3 separate regions of the Mus musculus genome follow, and regions 2 and 3 are each linked to region 1. The links are chromatin contacts, called in public Micro-C and promoter capture Hi-C maps. All regions are on one chromosome and are shown on one strand. The core of a region is the stretch at or near the end of the contact, and the rest is flanking DNA. Distances in the headings are between cores, read along the strand shown.

Region 1 (2,700 bases), core at 135-2,634:
CAGAGTTATAAGGAAGGGGACCGACTATATTCTGGGATTCTCTTTAGACTAACCTCTCCCATCACATGGCTCAACTGTTCCCTCCTAGCACTTGTGGCCTTATACCCCGACCGTACAAGAAAAATCTCAAGGCACTCTCAGACACAGGTGTTCCCTGGCAAGCTCTGATACCTGTTAGAGAGGGTTGTGATTTGAATTTGAGTCCTCAAGTTTTCACTGGGGGGGGGGTGTCAAGCATTGCTCCCCCAACTCGAATCTGCAAACCACTCTTAACTTCACGGCCTACCTGGAACTGCTACACTCCCCCTCCCACGAAGACTGAGATAGCAGACCCAAGGGCCCAATTATCTGACACCCCCTAGGAGTGCTTTTTGTCCCTCAGGAGGGCCAACCTACCCTGGCAACAGACAGGAAAAGTTAAAGGGGGGTAAGATGGGCTCCAATCAACTCCTCCCCCAAACAGCATCCTAAGAAACAGCCCGAGGGGGGGAATGTCACAAAATATGTAAGAGGCAATAAACAGCAGGGAAGGGGGGGAAACCCAAATCAGCCAATCAGAACTCTACGATGACCTGAGGGGGGGGTCAAAAGTCCAAAGTCACTTCTGATTGGCTAACACCCTGGAATTCTGGGAATTTCAGTCCCCCCCCATCCCTCCCCAGTTAGCCTCCCCCCCCTCAAAAAAAAATTACAAGCCATCCTTAGCACCCCCTTCCCGTGCCGCTGGGCTGCTGCGTATTTATACAGATGAGAAAACCCGGCCCCGATCGAGGCCCCTCTAACTCTATACAGCCCCCGACCCCCACCATGCCTTCGATGCCCCCCACATACAAATCCTCTCCAAACCAGGGGTTAGGGGGCCGAAAGGGAGGGAGGGGCCAGGCGGCCTCGAGACCCACTCACCAGGACAGGCACAGCCCACTGACATCTTCACATCGCCCGCCGCTGGGGGCCCAGCCGAGTCACGATGCCCGCCCCTCGCAGGGACAGGCCGGGCATGAGCCGCTGCCGCCGCCCGCGGCCCCCGATGCCCGCGCCGCCGGCCCGGCCCGGCCTCTGCCCGGTGCGGGCCGCCCCTGCCTGCAGCGAGGGGCCTGTCAGGCGCGGAGCAGACAGGAAGGAAGCCAGGCAGGAAGGCGAGCTGCCTCTGCGTGTGTACGCGCGGGTGTGCGTCCCCGGAGTGTGTGTCCGTGTGTGCGCGTGTGCGTGTGCGTGTCTGTGCGCTCCCGCCGCCCTCCCCGCCGCCGCCCTCGCGCTCGCTCCCGTTCGTTCGCGCGTCCTCTCCCTCTCGCAAGCGCCGGCTCTCCGGCCAGAGTCGGGCTGGGCCGGGCTTTATTAATATGCTAATTGTCCTGGTAGTGGGAGGGGAGAGCCGTGTCAAAGTGACCCGGGCGAGCGCGGCGCGAGCGGCGACGTGCGTGCGCCGCGCGGCGAGGGGCAGGGAGCGCTCCCGGGAACGGCATGCGTGTGACGCAGCTCTTAAAAAACGAGACGGAGGCAGAGACCCCGGCGAGGGCGGGCGCCGGGGAGCGGGAGGAGGCGAAGCCTCACGCTCGGCGTCCGTCCTCCGGGTGCGCGGGGTTGGGAGCGTGGCTGAGCGGGAGCGGGGATTGGGGGAGGCGGAGCCTGGGTGGGTAGTGAGGTGTACCCTCTCTCCACCCCCGGGAGGGATGGGGCGCTGACCCCTGCCTGTGCTCTTTGCGGAGACCCTGTGTGGCGCGCTCCACCCGAAGCTGGGTGGGAAAAGGAGCACTCTCCTAATTCTCAGAGCAACCCCTAGACTCATCCCCTTTCTAAATTAACCAGACCATGCCTGCTAAACCAGTTGGGACTAGAGCTAAAAGGGTTAATTAAGAAGGGACCCCACCCTCCCCCGCCTAAGGGCCTGAGGTCCGCATTTTGCAAGGGGACACAAGGGCTGTGGTATGACCATTAGGCTGGGAAGGGGGGGAGCACTACCAAAGCCATCCTTTCCTCTTGCAGGCTCTGACGCACCAGTTAAGACACTTCCCTTCCCCCACTTTCTTCTTCCAGCCCTGGAGCCTTCTACCCACCCACCCCCATCCTCCGCCCCCTGGAAGCAGCTCCCTGTTTTGGAGGTGGAGAACAGGAAACCTACTCCTTCAGTGCCCCCTACCCATAGGGGCAGAGGCCGCGGGGAGGGTTGGGGGTGGGGCATCCTGGACAGTCAGTCTATCTTCCAAAGGGAGAACCCTCCCAACCTTCAGGCAGTCCTCAAGGACTCCTCAACCCAACCCATGGAAGGGAAGAACTCTTCCATCCCTTCTCCAAAGCCCAGCCCTAGCTGCCTCATAAACAGGAAATACCTATTAGCAGGGAGGAGGGGAGCTGCTAGAAGGAGTTCGGGGGGGGGGTGTCCCCCAAGCCTTAGCTTCTCTTAAGCTTCGTGGTGTATTCCCTGGGTAGATTCTGGGGGCTGGTATTCCCTGTCTAAGGTATCTGAACTAGACTGGTTACACTGGCTTCCCTCTTCCCTTTGTTGCTAAAATGGGGATTGTTTGAAAAAGGTGTTTGATTTCCCTACCCCGATTTAGGAGTTTGCACAGCTGGCTTGACTGTCCAGGGGAGAGTTACAAAGGTGGAGGTTAAGGTGCCATGAGACCACATATCCCAACCTTAGGGGTTTTTTTTGTTTTTTTTTGTTTTTGTTTTTTGGCTAAGGAGCAAGAGACCATGGTA
Region 2 (2,700 bases), core at 148-2,647, 1.0 Mb before region 1:
GGGGATCGGGGAAGGGAGGATGGCCTTGCCAGAACATGTGAGGTCGGCTGACCTGAGCAGGTCACAGAGACCCCTCAGGGAAAGTGGGTAGTTTGTGAATATGATGTAAGAAGTTTCCAGAGTGGCTGAATCCGGCTGTCATTGCGTGGAAGAGGGTTGGGAGGCTGAGTGTATTTAAAGAATGTGACTGGATGCAAAGGACTGTTGTGCACTCTCCCGTGCACGAAACACCAAGCCTTCTGTGAGTTGGCCTGAAGGATTATGGAATGAAGATCTATGGAGCCACGTGATGGATGAGACTGACTGTGGCTGCCCGAGACTGAATGTGGGAAAGGTCGTGTGGGTGTTAAGACTGTTGTTTTCGAGAGGGTAAAAATATTTGTGACCCCAAGAGAGACTTTGGGATGTCTGCTGCGGAGCCAGTGTAGGTTTGAGCTGTTCGTTCTTGAGATTATTGGGGGTCAGGTATCCCTCCCACCCCCTTTGAGCAGCGACCCTTCTCATAGCAAATGACCCCCGAGGTTCGGCTAGGGAGGCTGGAGCCATGCCAGGGACAAGCCTGGGCTCGCGGCCCGAGGGTGCTGTGCTGGAAAGGGAGTGGGATTGGTGGGGGTCTTGGGGGGGGGGGGCTGGTAAGTTGCTGGAAAGGGCCACCAGGTGGCGCCGATTTGGAAAATCCAAGCGTGTGACCTCCAGCCTGCTGGGGGTGGGACAGACAGCGACCGAGCCAGTCCCTCAACTTGTGCCCAGGAGCCGGCAACTGGAGAGGGATGGCTGACCCCCTCGGCCTCCCCATGGACCGGGAAGCTGGAGACTGAGGAGGGAAGCTTCTCCTAGAGGAGCGGAGGGGGAGGGGCGGGGCTGGCGCCGCGCCTTGGCTCTTTGTGCTGGAACAATGACCAGCTGCCGCTGGCCCTTGGGCTCCGGCAGGGATAGGCGATGGTGACCCGGCTCGATGAGTCTCGAGCCGGCCGAGCCTCCTAACACACACACACACACACACACACACACACACACACACACACACACACAGAGTCGCTAGGCCACTCTGGGAGGAATCCCGAGCGCTACCGAGCACACACACACACCACACTTAACACACACACACACACACACACACACACACACACACACACACACACACACACACACACACACACAACACACACACACACACACAGTTGCTAGGCCACTCTGGGAGGAATCCCGAGCGCCGCCGAGCAGCCCCCGCGTGCGCCCTGGCTGGCACGCGTGACGTGGGTTACTTGCGCGTGTCCGCTCCCCGGGGCGGGAACGCCCCTCGGACCCCTCCCCCCATCAGTGCGCACCGCCCACTCGGGCCGGGCGGGGGCCGGTCAGGGCCGGGGGCGCCGGCTGGGCGGAGGCGGGGCCGAGCCGGGCAGCTCCGAGTGGCCGCGCGCGGGCTGGAGCGGGCGGCGCGCCTGTGGAGTGCTGGGGCGGCCCGGGGCTGAGCATGGAGCAGCGCGGCGGAGGTGAGGGGTCCAGGGCTGAGGGTGCCCCAACTTCTAAGCGATGCGGTCCGGTGGGGAGGTGGCATTCCATAGACGCCCCCAGTTTATGGAAGGAGCGGACTATTGTGGGTGGCGGGGGGGGGGGTGGGGGGACACGACGACTCTGGGCTTTCAGTCTCGGAATGGCAACTCGTGATCCCAGACTGGATCCTGCTTGACTGGTCTCTGGAGTTTGAGTGTGTGTGTTTGGGGGGACTTTCCCCAACTCTCCAACCCCAGCCCTGAGGTCAGAGAGTTGGGACGTGGGCCAGACTCATCTCAGGCCCTGGCGCGGCCCCAGACTCTAGAACCCCCAGCTTACTTGCTGGGGTGGGGGCGCAGGGGTCTGTGTACCATAGTGATAGGTCAGGGAGTGCTGGGGAGAACCAGGGCTTTCTTTTTCCCACAGCTACAAACGCATTTCTCAAAATGGAGCCGCTTGCCCCTCCTTCTCTCTTGGGCCTCAAAAGCGGGAGCCAGGCTGGCTAGGCCTGGCTTTCCTGACGCCTGGCCCTCAGAGCTCAGCTCTGTGGCTCCTCTGGCTTTAGGGGTCCTTGCCTGTGTAGCTTCAGCGACCCTAACTCATGGGTCTGCCTCTGGCTCCTCGTGTCTGAGCCTCTTGGCCTTTGTCTCTTCTGTCTTCTGGCTCCTGTCTCTCTGAGTGTCTACCCCGGCCCTTGCCCTTCCTTCTGGGTCTCACTTTCTGTGTCCTCTGGAGTAGGGACAGGAGTGCCAGCCCCTTCTCACTCCTCACTATACTGTGGAGCAGTCTCCATCCCTAGGCTGGACCTTTTGGGGGCGATCTCAGTACCTACCCTACAGAGAAGTTGCTACACTTCAGTTCCTACCCTAGCTCTTAGCAACTCCTTCCTCACGCTGGACTCCTGTGAGTCTCTGGTCTTAACACTTAGAGGCACTTAGTGGAGAACAATATACAAAGATAAGATGGGGCAAGGGCGTCAGGCACTGTGATCTCACCTTTCCTCAAACTCTTAAGTTAAAAAAAAGTTTTAGGGAGGAGGAGTCCCCATTCACATTGGTGGCTTTGAATGTCACCCAGGTCCTCATGCACTCCCAGAACGCTCACTTATACAGATTGGTCCTGGGGAGCTTTCACACACTTTTCTTGTGTACAGTAGGAATCCATGTAACTGTCCCAGGAGAACTGCAGGCGTCCTGTAGAGATTTG
Region 3 (2,700 bases), core at 72-2,571, 1.0 Mb after region 1:
CATACTTCCCCAAGTCAGACACCTTCTTCCCATCTCCTTCCAAGTAAGGGCTGCTGTTGTAGCCCAGCAGCAGAACACTGCCTAGGATTCAAGAGGCAGGGTGAGGTTCACTTCCTAGTACTGCCCCAAACAACAACAAAATAGTAACAATGGGTAATTAATACACAGTAGAAACATTTTAGTCATAAAAACGTCTATATAAAAACTTTTTAGCTGGACCCCTACACTTGGAAGGTGAAGGCAGGAGGACCAGAAATTCAAGGTCCCCCTTAACTTCACAGCAGGTTCAAGGCCAGCCTGCGTGCATAAGACCCTGCCTTAATCTTTTCTTTAAAAAGGAAAAAAAATTTTTTCCTTAGGACAGAAATGGTTTATTTGGTAACAAGGAATGAGAAGAAATTAACTTTTTTTTCTCTTTAACTTTATAGTTGATTTTGTTGTTGGTTTTGGTTTTGTTGTTCTTGTTCTTGTTGGAGACAAGGTCTCCGGAGACAGTGTAGCCCTGACTGATCTAGAACTTGCTGAGGCGATCCTGTGACCTCTATCTTCGGCTTAAATTTATTTTTAGAAACTACATCCAGCTTAAAGGCTTTTTTAAAAAAAATAAACGATATAACATATACTGTAAAGTTCACAAAGCTAGATTTTTACAGGAATAAAAAGTGAAAAAGAGCCGGGCGTGGTGGCGCACGCCTTTAATCGCAGCACTCAGCGGATTTCTGAGTTCGAGGCCAGCCTGGTCTACAAAGTGAGTTCCAGAACAGCCAGGGCTCTATAGAGAAACCCTGTCTCGAAAAAACAAACCAAACCAAAAAAAAAAAAAAAAAAAGAAAGAAAGAAAAACTGAAAAAGTAACCACTGCTCAGCCCACAGCATCAGAGAGCCTTTCCAGTAACTAGGAGGCCTCTTTCTGATAAATGCTATGTGCTTTTGAATTAAATACCTGGGCGTGAATCGTTTTCTTCGCGTGTGATTTTAGCATGGTATTTAACCTCTTTGGATTCTGGTTAAGCCGTCTGTAAAGACTCCAGGGATTAGCACCTTTAAACTTGTTGAATTAAAAGAGCTCGTATAATATAAAACGGCTATCTCATCGCCTGAATGCAATAAACGGTAATTAGCAGGCAAATGCAATAGAGACTGACGGTAAGCAACTCCCACTTCCTGCCTGCCTTTCGCTCGGTTTTGAAAGTAGCTCTTTCTCGTGCCTTTTCTCCTCGCTAGCTCCTCCCACTGCCGTAAATGGCCTGCCCCGGCTGTCGTGAAACGCCCTACCCCCGCCCTCCATGTGGCGAAAACGCAGTCACGCTTGACGGCGCGAGGTGGCTCAGCCGCAAGATGGCGGCGCTGGCGGAGGAGCAGACGGAGGTGGCGGTCAAGCTAGAGCCTGAGGGACCGCCGACGCTGCTACCTCCGCAGGCTGGCGACGGCGCAGGCGAGGGGAGCGGCGGCACTCCCAACAACGGCCCCAACGGCGGCGGCGGCGGGAATGTGGCAGTGGCAGCGGCGGCCGGCGGGGACGGCGGGACCCCCAAGCCTGGGGTGGCTGTCTCCGCCGCTGCCCCGGCGGGGGCGGCCCCGGTGCCCGCCGCTCCGGCGGAGGCCGGCGCTCCCCACGACCGACAGACCCTCCTGGCCGTGCTGCAATTCCTCCGGCAGAGCAACCTCCGCGAGGCCGAAGAGGCGCTGCGCCGGGAGGCCCGGCTGCTGGAGGAGGCGGTGGCGGGCTCCGGAGCTCCGGGAGAGTTGGACGGGGCCGGCGCGGAGGCGGCCAGCGCGCTTCTCAGCCGGGTCACCGCTTCAGTTCCCGGCTCTGCGGCCCCCGAGCCTCCGGGGACGGGCGCCTCGGTGACCTCGGTGTTCTCGGGTTCAGCCTCAGGTCCTGCGGCTCCGGGAAAGGGTGAGTCTCGGGCTCCCGGGCTGAGGAGCGCCGGCTGGAAGGGGAGCTAGCCGGGAAGGCGAGGGCTGGCGGGCCTGCACCTCTGCGGGCTTGTTTTGAATTTCCTGGGCCCGCCTCTAGGGCCACACGCCCGCCCCTTTCGCTCCTGCGCCGGCTGCGCAGTCAAACCCTCTTCTGAGCTGTCAGTTCCAGCCAGAGGCTGAGCAGCAGGGCTGTGGAGTCGAGGGAGGCGCCAGGGACCGGGGATTGACAGAAGAGGGGAACCTTAGGGGTTTCGGGGTTTCTGCTCTTACTTAGACTTAGGAACCTAGGATTGGGTTCGCGTGAACACGAGTATCGTACTGTCACATTCCCATACTACTATTGTACAGCAGGTACTTTCCGTGTCTTGATTTTTCACAACTGTATAGTTCTCATCTCTCCTTTTGAGACGAGACAACGGACTTTTTGAGCAAAGCCGGAAGGGCTTGCTTTGGATAACACCTCCAGAGTGGAGGTTGTAAGTGTTTCTTAGAATGTGGGCTGAGAACCGCTGGTGTTAAGTGTTTTAGAGGATTTCTGAGCATCACTTAAGGCTTATTAAACTCTGTAAGGGCAGAGTCTGGGAATCTGCCTTGCAGAGCTTTTGAAAACTCTTAAGTCTACGGGCAGGAGTGGGGCAGACCTTTTTGTCTCTGTTGCTTTTTCTTGTGTGATGTCAGTTAAAGGTTTTTTTTTGGGGGGGTTATTTTATTTTATTTTGCCTTTTTACTAAGTAAGTTATTACGAGTCTAAGATGTAATGAGTAATGTGCCTAGTTC

Evidence for each region. Hi-C and Micro-C count contacts between places; a contact is called where the count stands out from the background. Capture Hi-C pulls out chosen DNA fragments and counts their contacts.
Region 2: a Micro-C map of embryonic stem cells shows a contact between it and region 1, with 2.2 times the contacts expected there. The contact joins the promoter of Lzts2 here to the promoter of Ldb1 in region 1. A contact is called at or near these places in 1 of 39 promoter capture datasets (pre-B cells), 2 of 484 Hi-C or Micro-C datasets (embryonic stem cells and uterus), 6 of 115 datasets of contacts at active chromatin or transcription factors (astrocytes, embryonic midbrain, embryonic stem cells and 3 more) and 1 of 9 other capture datasets (embryonic stem cells).
Region 3: a contact with region 1 is called in a promoter capture Hi-C map of adipose tissue, with 2.4 times the contacts expected there. The contact joins the promoter of Taf5 here to the promoter of Ldb1 in region 1. A contact is called at or near these places in 1 of 39 promoter capture datasets (cranial neural crest), 1 of 115 datasets of contacts at active chromatin or transcription factors (embryonic stem cells) and 1 of 9 other capture datasets (adipose tissue).

What each region holds. Positions count from the first base shown.
Region 1 is chr19:46,043,927-46,046,626 of GRCm38.p6, forward strand. Ldb1 (LIM domain binding 1) reads right to left here and starts at 1,385. Exons shown (of 11, transcript NM_001113408.2): 1 at 904-1,385. The coding sequence starts at 928.
Region 2 is chr19:45,016,738-45,019,437 of GRCm38.p6, forward strand. It overlaps Lzts2 (leucine zipper, putative tumor suppressor 2), which reads left to right and starts at 1,398. Exons shown (of 5, transcript NM_001130526.1): 1 at 1,398-1,493.
Region 3 is chr19:47,066,427-47,069,126 of GRCm38.p6, forward strand. Taf5 (TATA-box binding protein associated factor 5) reads left to right here and starts at 1,322. Exons shown (of 11, transcript NM_177342.3): 1 at 1,322-1,900. The coding sequence starts at 1,339.